3 separate regions of the Mus musculus genome follow, and regions 1 and 2 are each linked to region 3. The links are chromatin contacts, called in public Hi-C and promoter capture Hi-C maps. All regions are on one chromosome and are shown on one strand. Each heading gives the region's core, a stretch centred on a gene start, on an enhancer-like site or on the middle of the called end of the contact. The rest is flanking DNA. Distances are from core to core; before and after follow the strand shown.

Region 1 (4,011 bases), core at 361-2,860, 320 kb before region 3:
TGGAGACTTCTAAGTCTCATTAGTCACTCATGTCACCTGATGGAATGCCATTTTAAACTTTTGTGTCTTCACTATGCTCCACCTTCTGATGAAAACATCTATTAAAAAATTGGTAGGAAAATATTTAACATAATAAGATGATGAGTCGATTTTTTAAACCTCAAAAGGGAAGATGTTTAAATAATGCACCTTTTTATTTTTTAGCTCTGACTCATGACATATAATGTATTCCACCAAGTTCAAAGTTTCCCCTTACAAAGAGTTTTATGAAACAGCTCTTCTTCAGACCAAATTTTTTTTTTTTTTTACTTCAATTATAGTAGCAGATTTTGGAGTTTTAAATCATTAACAACCTCCCAGTGAACTTGTATCCACATGGCTTACAGTCAGAGAGAGAGAGAGAGACCCGTTCCCTTCACTGAGTACCTTTTGTGAGGCGACGCATCCTTTTCTGTTTTCCCTCTTTATGTGTCTCTTTGAAGCAAGATGTGTGATTTCTAAAGTAATGAAAGTATATGGCTTAATGAAGACTGCTGTATGAGCTCAAACTACACACTAGAATTGCTTCAGGGTAAGGCTCAGTTACCTGTGTTCTGGGGAGGTGGGGGGGGAGGCAGGGAGTGAATCACAGAAGTCAAGATCACTGTGTGCACTGTAGGAATAGACCCGTGGCAGTTGAGTCAACCCTGGGGGGCGGGGGGTGACCTAATCTTATTTTCCCTCTTTATCAAGAACCTGTAATTTTAGTTTTGGCTGAATTTTCAAGTGTTAACTCCACCGGACCCTCTAAAATTGGGTATCCATGCCACCCATCCACTGATCCCACCCTATGCTATCTTTTCATTTTTTTTTTTTTTAAAAAAGATTTATTTCCATTAGGCTGTTTTAAGGGAGTATGTGAGAGTCTGTAACGTCCAGACTCAAGGTGATGGGGTGAGAGAGTCAGTCTTTCAGTTACAAAAGCCTGGGGAATTTTATACAGAACCAAACGTAGTTTAATACACAAAAGAAAGTGGTTAGTGCAACCTATTTCCTTAAAAAAAAATCTGTAAAATAATGTTTCAAGAGCGGGGGGGGGCACTTTTCCACCACCCCCCTTGATTGGGCGACTAGCGGGATAAATTCGAAGAAGTCCATCCCACCCCCGCACGCGCGCCCCCCATGCTTTCCAGACAGAGCAGTTGTAAATGCTAGGCTGAGTCCGCCCTGAGAGCCTTAGGGCACCTTCCTCTTTGCTGAGTGTGTGTATGTGTGTGTGTGTGTGTGTGTGTGTGTGTGTGTATGCGCGCGCGCGTGTGTCTAGCTCTCGCTCTTTCCCTCAGTCTGTGCCTCTGTGTGTGTGTGTGAGTGTGTGTGTGTGACAGAGAGAGAGCGCGAGAGGAGAGCGAGAGAGCGAGCTGCGAGCTGTGCTGCCGCCGCCGCTGCCCTTTGATCCCGACATTAGTGTTAGGGGCTCGGAGACACAGCGCGCGGCCATAGACACCGCCGCACCGGCGCTCATTTATTTATACCTCCCATCACACGCGAGCACAGGACACACACACACTCACACCTATTAGATCCGTTTCCATTGAAGAATATTACGCTCGGGGACAAGCCAGGTGCACGACCAAAAAATTAAAAAAAAAAAAAAAAAAGGAAAAAAAAAGAAAGAAAGAAAGAAAGAAAGGAAAGAAGAAAACCCCTCTTCTGGCTCCAGGAAACAAGCTTCAACCCATTGCACACACCGGAGAGAAGGGGTTTCCCCCTGCCCGCCCCCCAACTACCTCCCCGCTCCTGCCAGTGTCTGCCTGTCTGCCCCCACGGGGGTTTATTTGATCTCACATTAACCAAGGAGGAGAATGTGAGAAAAGGGGGAAAATGCCCAGGAGGAAGCAGGAGCAGCCCAAGCGCCTTCCCTCACGTAAGTCATCCCTTCTCCACCTCCTCTCGTGCCATTTTCTCGCCCTCCCTCTCCTCTTTCCCCTCCGCAGCCTCCGCCGTTGTTTTCTGCATTAGTTTAGGGTTACAGAGGTGAAACTGACAAAGACACAGCCCGGGTTACTCCTCGTTTAGGTCTATGCCGAGGCAGCCATGTTGGTGATGATCAGCCCCGTGCCCTTTCTATTCTCTCTCTCTTTTTCTTTCTTTCTCTCGACCCCCTCTTTTTTTTCCTTGGGATCGGGCTTTTCCCCCCTTTCCCTCCCCCTCCTCACTCCGGTTTGCGGGGGAGGGGGCGAGAGGAGGGAGGAGGGGAGTAGTGTGGATGCCGGGTTTTTGTCGCGGGTGGGGGGAGGTGGGAGAGGTTGCAATCTTGGAAAAAAAAAAGAAATTCCGTGTGGATCCCGGTGCACAAGGGTGCGGGGTTGGGGCGCGCGCAGGGCCGAGGCCGTGACATGGCGATTGGGGGTGTCGGGGCGAGGGCGCGCGGCCGCCCGCCGGGCTGGGGACCGGAGAGGTCGGTCTCCGGCTAAAGGTTGCGCCGGGGTGGGTCGGCCCCGGAGCCGCGGGCAGCTGGAGCTGGAGGCGGAGGTGGAGGCGGTGGCGGAGGGGAAGGCAGGGGCGGTCGAGGAGGGTGTGGGGGCGCCGGGGGGCGCGGGTGGCCGATCGGGGGGCGAGGCCGGGCAGCCGAGCGGATGTGGGGTGCGGGAGCCGCGCCGAGGCTGAGGCGAGGCAGCCAGGGCGGCGCGCGGCGCGCGAGGTCCCTGCAGAGCCGAGGGGAGGGCGGAGCAGGGCTCCCGGCCGCAATAAAATGCGGGGTCAGGCGGAGCAGACAGAGCCGGGGCGACGCGGGCTCGCAGACCCCCCTGCCCCGCCAGCCCGAGCAGAGTCCGTGACTAAAGTGCATCCCAGCCCTCCTGGCCCTAGCCACACACGCCAACTGGAGACTCGCGCCGGGCTGCGCGGCCGGGTCCCCGTCCCCTCCTCCACCCGCGCCTCGGGTCCCTCCGCGCCGCCCTCCCGCTTTTCTTTGCGAGACTCTTAACTTTTCCCCCACTCCCTCTCGGGCTCCCCCCTCGTCCCCCCACAAGCTCTCCGCTCGGAGTGTTCCGAGATGCTGCTGAAGCTAAAAGTGAAGGAGAAAGAAGCAACTAAAAATATCCCCCCCGGGGCCGCCGGGCTCCTTGAATGCAGGGGAGAGGGGGCAGGGGAGAAGGCGTGGGGCGGGGTGGCGGGAGGAGGGGACGCGGGAGGCGCCGGAGGGAGGGGTCGGGGGAGACGGAGGGTCAGTTTCTCCTCTTCCCCCCTCCCGCCCCCCCCCTGCTCAGCTCCCCTCTCCGGGGCGGCTTGGCGCTGCTCGGAGCCCGATCCTGCAAAACCCGGGCTGGGGGCGGGAGCGGAGCCGGAGCGCCTGCCCGCGCGGGTGTCAGGCCGACGTGGTCGGTCACCTGAAGTTCACGGAGGGTGGGGGAAGGGTTAAGGTTATGGTGTCTCGGGTTATGTGTGAGCGTGTGTGTTTCCGCCGCAGACGGGCGAGCGCGATCGATCTCTCCTTCGCGAAATCTCCGCGGCGGTGCCCACGCGAGGGGTCCGCAGGGCTGCTGTGGCCCGGGCGGGCGCGGTGGCACCCGGAGTGGCGAGCAAGGGCACGCGCGGGCAGTCTGCTCCGCAAACATTCCTCTTTTCTTCCCCCTTCCCGGTATGCAAGGAGTCGACGCACAGGGCTAGGGTTATGCTTTTTTTCCCCTTCCTTTAGGGAGGAAAAAAAAAAATGCCCCCGTGCAGTCCTTTCTTCGCCTGCCCGCTAGAGGTTCTGAGGATAATATCACATATGTAATATATATGCACATAAAATCACTCGCAGGCGGCTGCGAGTGTAGGAAAATTTTGTGCGAGGAGGAGAAGGAGGCGCAGTCGGGGCGGGCGAGGCGGGAGGCTCCGCGCTGCGATTCACAGAAAACTCGCAGCAGTTGGTGGAAGTGTGCGTGCACATGGCCGGGCCGGGCTTCCCTCTTGCTCGGACGCGCGTGGGCAGCGAGGCGGGGGGGGGGGGGGGGGCTGCTGTCCCGGGCGGGCGCCACCGCGGGAGGC
Region 2 (3,707 bases), core at 491-2,990, 270 kb before region 3:
CATAAGGTATTGTGAAAGTGCTTTTTATGACTAGCTACATAAAGGATTTGGAAATGTTTCCAGATCCCTCAGGGCTGTCTTACGTCTCATGAAGTATACGACTTCCCCAGGAGAGCAAGCATACAGGAATTGTGTGTGAGAACTGGAGGCTCAAACTGAATGGAAGAGGCAAAGAGGGCTGAGAAGATGAAGAGCACACATTAGTCATGGAAAGGACCTAGGCCAGGGGTCACATGGAAGTTCTGCCCTTCCCCAGTTGCCATTTAGAGAGCTGTGAGCACTCAGGAGACCCTCAGCTGCCTGGCCTGGTTCCATAAGGAGGTTGAGTCTAGATACTCTCCAGAATTTCTCCAAACCTTAAAGTGCATGAACCCAAGTGTCCCACATCTATTACCCTAGAAATGGCATTGATGGCACATCAGTGACACCTGTGAGATACTCCAGCGAGCCTATCGTGCTATAGGCCAGCATTTCTTCTCTACAGAGGTTCAAGAGGAACTTCAAAGCATGTGTTGGCTCAAGAGAATCAAAATTATAACAGAAAAGCTCTCTTCTGTCAGGAGAGGAGGGTGATGCAAGGGCCAGGTGGTGGGGACAGTATTTCTCTCAAAGTCCACACTAAGCCACATTAGCTCAAATAAAATTCCAAGTGCCAATGTGAACCCAGTTTTGCCTTTCAACTTATTCTAAATTGCCTAAAACGGAGCACAACAAGGTTAGGCTACTGTGGAAAAGGAACCTCAAGGAATCTTGCACATGGTGCCTCTTTTCAGTGAGGGCCCCACCCCCATCCCTCTTTGATTTTGGAATCAGAGCTCCTCTGTCCCATTTCTCCTCCCAGAGTGGCTGCTGGAGCCTCTCTTCCTGGCTTACCTCCTCTCTGGGGTCGGGAGATGTGAGGGTGCTTCGGAAGTGGAATCCATCCCGTGGCACCGAGCTCAGGGCCATGAAGTGTCCTGCCCAGTGACCTTTACCTCCTGGTTCTGGGCATGCCTGTGTTGACACCTGTCAGGAGCCCTTGAGCTTGTGACCTGAGGCCTCCACGGGGCCTCTTCCTGAGTGACCCAGGCTGAGAAGCTGGTGGGGAAGCTTCTATGAGAAAGCTAATGGAAGGATCAGTGCCCAGAGAAGTCCTCCTGTGGCAAACAACAGGAAGGGGCTCTGTTGGAGGGATGGATGGGGTGTTTCCTCACCTCCGCCCTCTGCTGGGGTACAGGAGAAGCCTTTGCACTGACAGGCAGGACTCCATCACAACTGGAGTTTTTTTTTAGAAGTTTTTATGGCTATTTCTGTTGAGAAACACAGACTTCAAAGGGCCCAGAATATCTTGTGTTGTTTTTTGCAGAACACCACAGTGGGGCACTGTGGCAGCGGGACCTCACAACTAACTTTTAATTTCTTTGCTTTTGTTGGTCGCTTAACATTATTTAAAGTGTGTTTTGGCTGGTGAAGAATGCTTTTGGATTTCATTCAGAAGGCATAAACAGCTGCAGTAAAACTTATTCTCTTGGAAAGGAGACATGAGCAGAGTGGCCAGGTGGTCAAGAAGATGGACAAGTGAACGTTTAACTCTACCGCGACCCAGGTTCAAATCCCACCCCGTCACCCCTGACCTATGGAGCGTCAGTTTTGTTGCAAGTGCCAATTGCTTACGTTCTTGTTTGTTCAGAGCACACACAACTCCCCCAAATCATTTGGCACAGATCTCTACCATTGGCAGTCCCAACATGAAGGAGGGCCAGCCCTGAAATAGCAGGGTGTAGCAGGTCAATACTGAAGCACGTTGGCGGGATGAATGGGGAAGTCACAAGTTTATGAACACCTGCCAGCTTGAAGCTAGGTTTGGGCCAATCCAATGAGTTCCTCACTCTTTTAAGCACTAAATCTGGTAGCGACAGGATGAAAGAAAAGTCTCTTGCCATTTTTTACGGGTCCTGGGTACAAGCAGGTTCGGAGCTGTGTGTGAGTGGCTGCCCTTGCACTTCACAATGGACATCTTCTAGACGCTGTAGTGACATTTGAACTTGGTTTCCTCCTGCCCAGATGGCTTTTCTCTTGTTTTTCTTTCTTCATATGAAACTGGGCTCAAGATACTTTTGGGTGTGAGGGTGTTCTATCTCCTCTTCTGTGAAGCTGGAACACCCTGGAGATGTGTGTGTGTATGTGTGTGTGTGTGTATTGGCAAACCAGCAAATTCTCTGGGTGGCCATCACTGGATCTGCACTAAAGATTGTTGTTCTGAGAGAATGAAAGGTTATGCCCTTTGATCCCTAACTATTGATTACATAAGTTTGTTCTCAAGGTCTATCAAGTAAGATCCATTGAATAGCTCATTAGAACAATTCTACCCAAGTGAGCATTGAGAGGGTCAGGATAGACCTAACCTCCACAGACCCACTCTGTGTTTCCGGACTGATGTTATTTTATCCAGGGCGTCACTGAGAGCAGCCTCTCTGGTACTTTTCTTCCCTGGCCCTGTATGAACTGAGGGACGAATGTGTGACGAACGTGTGACGGACGTGTGATGAACGTGTGGCGAACATGTGGCCATGCACACAGTGACTAGTCCGACTCTTCTTGCTTCTCCGGCAGGTTCATCAGCATCAGGACCGGGGAGAGACTTTTCAGTGCCAGCTGTGCCCTTTCACATCCTCACGCCACTTCAGCCTGAAACTGCACATGCGTTGCCATCAGCACTTCCTGAGGACAGAGGCCAAGGTGAAGGAGGAGATCCCAGACCCAGATGTCAAGGGATCTCCCCACCTCAGTGACAGTGGCTGCCTGGGGCAGCAGAGGGAAGGAGGAGGGACAGAGCTAGTGGGGACCGTGATGACGTCTAACACGCCAGAGAGGACTGGCCAGGGTGGGGCTGGCGTTGCACCTTTGCTGGTGAAGGAGGAGCCCAAGGAAGATAACGGCCTGCCCACCTCCTTTACCTTGAATGCTGCCGACAGGCCCGCCAACCACACAAAGCTGAAAGACCCCTCCGAGTATGTGTCCAACAGTGCAGCAGTATTGTTCAGCCAGGACATCTCGGTTAAGATGGCCTCCGATTTTCTCATGAAGCTGTCAGGTACTTGCTTAGGGTTGTGTCCCCCCTTTCCCCATCTGTACAATAGGATGGTAGGATTAGATGCTTCCACAGTTCCTTGAGCTCTAGTACTTCACACTTTGATAAATTTTCTTTTTCCTTCCTTCCCACCTTCCCTTCCCCTGTCTTATCCCTTTTTTTAAAATTTATTTATTTATTTATTTTTATTTTTATGTTTTGTTTTAGTACTCCTTTGGAAATAAGCGTTACTTCTGCTTGGGTCTGGAAACAATGGGGATCGCCCCTTCCTCCCGCCTGGATTTGGGCTCTTACTCAGTGGGCACTAGGGGAGTAAGCGAGGCTTGTGTTTTGTGCTTCCTAGTTCCTTTGCTTGCTTTGTGCTGGTGTCTCTGAAGTGTGTCTCCCTTTTTTTGGTATTCAGGCTCTTTCCTGTTTTAATTGCAAAGCTTTTTTTCTTCTTTCTTTCTTTCTTTCTTTCTTTCTTTCTTTCTTTCTTTCTTTTTTTTTCTTTCTTTCTTTCTATCTTTTCTTTTTTTTTTTTTAAAGAACATATAAAGAATCTACCATGAGGAATTACAGACTTTTCTAATTTAAACAAATGTTAAAGGTTATTGTGAGTCTCTCGGGATCTTTGCATTGGGGTATACATACTGAA
Region 3 (3,803 bases), core at 510-3,009:
CACTCAGCAGTGATACTGTTTACATGACATGAACTCTGCAGTAGGTATGGTTCTCAGAAGGACACTTGAAAGGTGAAGTGTGGTAAGTTACTGCTACACTGTTTTATGTGTGGGAACTGAGCCTCTCGGGTCTCAGAACACACCCACCATGGAGACCAAAGGACAGATAGATTCTGGTTACTGAGCTGTGAGGTGGGAGTTGAATGCCAAGAGGCACCCGTGGCTGTGGCTTTCTGAATCCTTCCTTCCCATTCTCTCACAGGAGATCCTCCGGGCTTGCCTCGTCCCAGCTTTGGAGGCAGCCACCATCTCCCTCAGTGGGGACAGATATTAGCAGCAATGATATGGACCCTAGGCATGTGCTTGTCAATACTTTGTATCTTTGCTTCTTTGCCCTTTCGGTACACAGGGTAGAAAAACTACCTGCATGTTCAGAGGGTCACATATAGACAGGCTCACATATAGACATGCACAACAGCATATAAACACACACCATGTCATTAATTTATGATTTTATACCGACACTTCCAAGGGATGCCACACTCCTTCATGACTGCATGCTCCTTACTTCGCAGGCAAAGCTGAGCTGAGCACCTACCTACACGTTTAGCCATTTGCTTAATCATATAGTAAATGCATGTAAACGTTACAGAACTGTTCTAATTTACCACTAATAAATAATTAAGTCTATTAAGAAAGACAGGTGGGATGGCGACGTGGCTCAATGGGGAGAGTGCTTGCCACCAAGCTGATGACTTGAGTTTGATTTCTGATGGCCACAGGATGGAAGGAGAGAACCGACTCCCTGACTGTCCTCTGATCAAGACCCTCGAGCACACACGTACACATGCACACAGGCGCATGCACACATAGGCAATAAATGTAAAAATTCTTAATAAGATATTTTTATAACAAAAACATCAGAGTACTGCCCACAGTAGCAAGCCACACTATGCACTAATTCCTAACAACATTATCAGAGTTGAAAAAACCACTAAGATCATCAATTAGCACAGTCTTCAATAATATGAATTGGAAAATGTCTTCAAATAGCAGTGTCTGAACATTCACTGGCATTTGCCACAGGAATGACTGAGTCACTTCTAGAGGAATAAGAGACGAACGTTTGCAAGCAGAGAAAAGGGAAAGCTCACCTTTCCCAATATGTCGCCTGGTGTTTTCAATAGTGGAATTCCGGTTAACGTTGGAGAGCAAGCCAAGGCAGAAGCGGTTCTTATTGTTGGACGGATCTGTGAAACCATCCACCAGCACGCTGGTGGACGAGGCGTGGAACGCTTCACCCACACGGTTGTTGAGCTCATAGTACACAATAGAGCACCAGTGTTTTGGTTCCTCGTAAGCAACTGCCTGAACATCTGTAAGAAGGGAAGAAGAGGTTGTGTTGCTCAAGGTTTGCGCCTGGAGCATCCCCAAACTGAAACCGCACTGTAAACCTGGCTGGGCACCACACAGAGAAGACATGCAAGGGCGACTACAATGATCGCATGTATCATTTTTTGAGAGCTGAAGTACTTCTTATTAAAGGTGCATTCTCCTTTAATTGGGGAACAATCTTCTCCAATGATTAGCAGAAAACCAAAATACCAGCTAAGCAAGCCCAGCAGCAGCGTCTGCTGAATACTAACGATCTATTACTTGCTCATTAACATACAGGAATAATAGGAATCACTCTTGTGGGCACACCACCTACGAGAAATACAAGTGACCAATGAAAAACCAAGTGGCTCAGGAACAAGAGGGGCCTGGAGGTGTGCCAGCAGGGCTGGTGTGGGAGGGAGCTGCTTTGGGAGAGCCTTGGTAAGCCTCTGCTTTCCCAAAGCACCAAAACCAACTTCTGCCTATCCTGGAGAGGCTGCCTGGCTCCACAGGAGCCAGTGATGGCCAGGGCTGCAGTTCTGCTGTGATTCTAGCTCAGGAAGAAATCTTGCCAGCTGGCCATTCTCCCTCAGTGAATCATATCTCTCTCATCCAGACTCCATGCTAACTTCCTTCTATTTGCTCTAAGTCATGCCGAGCAGGTGTGTTTTGTCTCTCGCTTCCCAGAATGGGCCAACAATGGAAACTACCCAGCTTCACCGACAGGATGCAGCTTGTTAAGTCCGATCTCTTAAGCCTGACGAATCTCCAAACAGAAAACACTTCTAAATGCTTTCAACCAAAAGGTTGGGAGATGAATCCTTTCTGCAGCAAACCTCCTTTAACCCGCCTTTGAGACCCCAGGCATACAAACCACACTATTGCCAACGTAATTACTGATCTCAACCTCATGGGGCCTCATGACAAAGGGGAAGAAATGCAAAGAAAATTCAGCAGACATGGTAAAAAAAAAAAAAAAAGAAAAAAAAGAAGGGCTTCCATGTTCTTCTTCAGTTACATTTTATACTTAAGTGGCTTAGCTGAAAATAAACTATTTCGCTTGTTTTCTAAACAGTTCCCCCCTGTTACTCCACTGTTCTTCAAGCAAAGCTTTAGTGATTCACAAGTGCCAAACCTCAAAGGCGGCTGTGGCCACAGTCACACAAGCCTTTTATCAGCTCTTAGTGCTGTTAGAAATGCTATTCATCTAGTTTAGACTCAGACACATTTTTTTCCTATAAAAGGCCAGAAAGATTTTGTGGGGCATATGGTCTTTAGCACAACTATTCCATTATGCCTTTGTATCACACGAAAACAGCCATTGATAATATGTAACAAATGGGCACAGCTGTGTTCTAATAAAGCTTTATTTATAAAAACAGACAGAGGGCTGATCTGTCTGCAGGCTGTAGTTTGCTGACCCTTGCTCTGGGAAAACCACCATAGGTGACAACAGGAAAAAAGCCATCATTTTTTTCCTTTGACTATACAAGGAGATTTTAAATTGGCTCTAACAGGGAACATTTTAAAAGCTGTTTAAAAGGAAAAAAAATCTTAAAAGTATGGTCTCTATTTGGGGTATTAGAGCTAATCTCATCAGTACAGATACAGGGTCCACACAGGGTATCTTGCTCCCCAAATAAAAATTCCAAAACTGGGTCAGATAGAGGCTCCTCTCTCACACTCTTCGCTTGTTGACTCCCAACATCTAACGATGACCAAGACCCATAAAACACAGAGCACCTATAAAGGAAACTTCAAAACACAATCACTGATTCATGTATGTTCCAATTTACTTAACTGTACAGCTAAGGGTTTTATAAAGGGTATTTATTTTTGGAGCCAACGTTTTGGGTCACTGCAAAGTTGGCACAGAGACTTTCCGTACATCCTCCCATCACAGAGATCTGCCATCAGATTGGTGTACTCAGTATAATTCAGGAGCCTACATGGACACATCATCGTCCCGAATCCAGAGCTGGTGTCAGGGCTTGTTCTTGGTTAGTCTGTGGGTCTGAACACATATGAACAGGGCATGCTGTTGCCCTCACACTACCATACGGACAGCATAATAGTTAAGTCTTGAAAAAACATCAGCAACTCTGACTCAGGCCAAGGCACCTCTCGTTTCACTGAAAGTGGGGTTAGGAACAAAATAAAACCTAGTCAGCAGTCACGTGGCTTTTACTTTCAACTTGCTTCACCCCTGGGCTGAGTGCTTGCCGGAGGCCCCTCCCAGAAGTTACTGAGCGGATGGGAGACCTTGCCAGGGCAGCATGGCACCTCTTGGCATGCGGTAGTGTGCCTGGTGTCTGGGGCGGGATTCAGGGATTCTAGCATCTGCTTTTCTCTGCTCCCACTCAACATGCCACTGTGGTCCTGAGAAGTGTGTGGGGCCATCCGCCAGCTCATTACTGGGCTGAAAT

What was found. Hi-C and Micro-C count contacts between places; a contact is called where the count stands out from the background. Capture Hi-C pulls out chosen DNA fragments and counts their contacts.
Region 1: a contact with region 3 is called in a Hi-C map of uterus, with 3 times the contacts expected there. The contact joins the promoter of Zfp827 here to the enhancer-like site in region 3. A contact is called at or near these places in 1 of 39 promoter capture datasets (pre-B cells), 1 of 484 Hi-C or Micro-C datasets (uterus) and 6 of 115 datasets of contacts at active chromatin or transcription factors (the NIH/3T3 cell line, embryonic forebrain, embryonic limb bud and 2 more).
Region 2: a promoter capture Hi-C map of adipose tissue shows a contact between it and region 3. The contact joins two enhancer-like sites. A contact is called at or near these places in 3 of 9 other capture datasets (adipose tissue, embryonic stem cells and liver).

What each region holds. Positions count from the first base shown.
Region 1 is chr8:79,026,827-79,030,837 of GRCm38.p6, forward strand. It overlaps Zfp827 (zinc finger protein 827), which reads left to right and starts at 1,611. Exons shown (of 15, transcript NM_178267.3): 1 at 1,611-1,903. The coding sequence starts at 1,861.
Region 2 is chr8:79,073,466-79,077,172 of GRCm38.p6, forward strand. Zfp827 (zinc finger protein 827) reads left to right here. Exons shown (of 15, transcript NM_178267.3): 4 at 2,593-3,073. Among named protein-coding and RNA genes, the nearest start is that of Zfp827, 47 kb to the left of the region's middle. Within about 2 kb of position 1,741, at least 9 of the 459 cell types and tissues checked have an H3K27ac peak or open chromatin away from gene starts, as enhancers often do. A contact at or near this core is called in adipose tissue, where this site is marked.
Region 3 is chr8:79,348,437-79,352,239 of GRCm38.p6, forward strand. It overlaps Smad1 (SMAD family member 1), which reads right to left. Exons shown (of 7, transcript NM_008539.4): 5 at 1,155-1,376. Among named protein-coding and RNA genes, the nearest start is that of Smad1, 49 kb to the right of the region's middle. Within about 2 kb of position 1,760, at least 103 of the 459 cell types and tissues checked have an H3K27ac peak or open chromatin away from gene starts, as enhancers often do. A contact at or near this core is called in adipose tissue, forebrain and uterus, where this site is marked.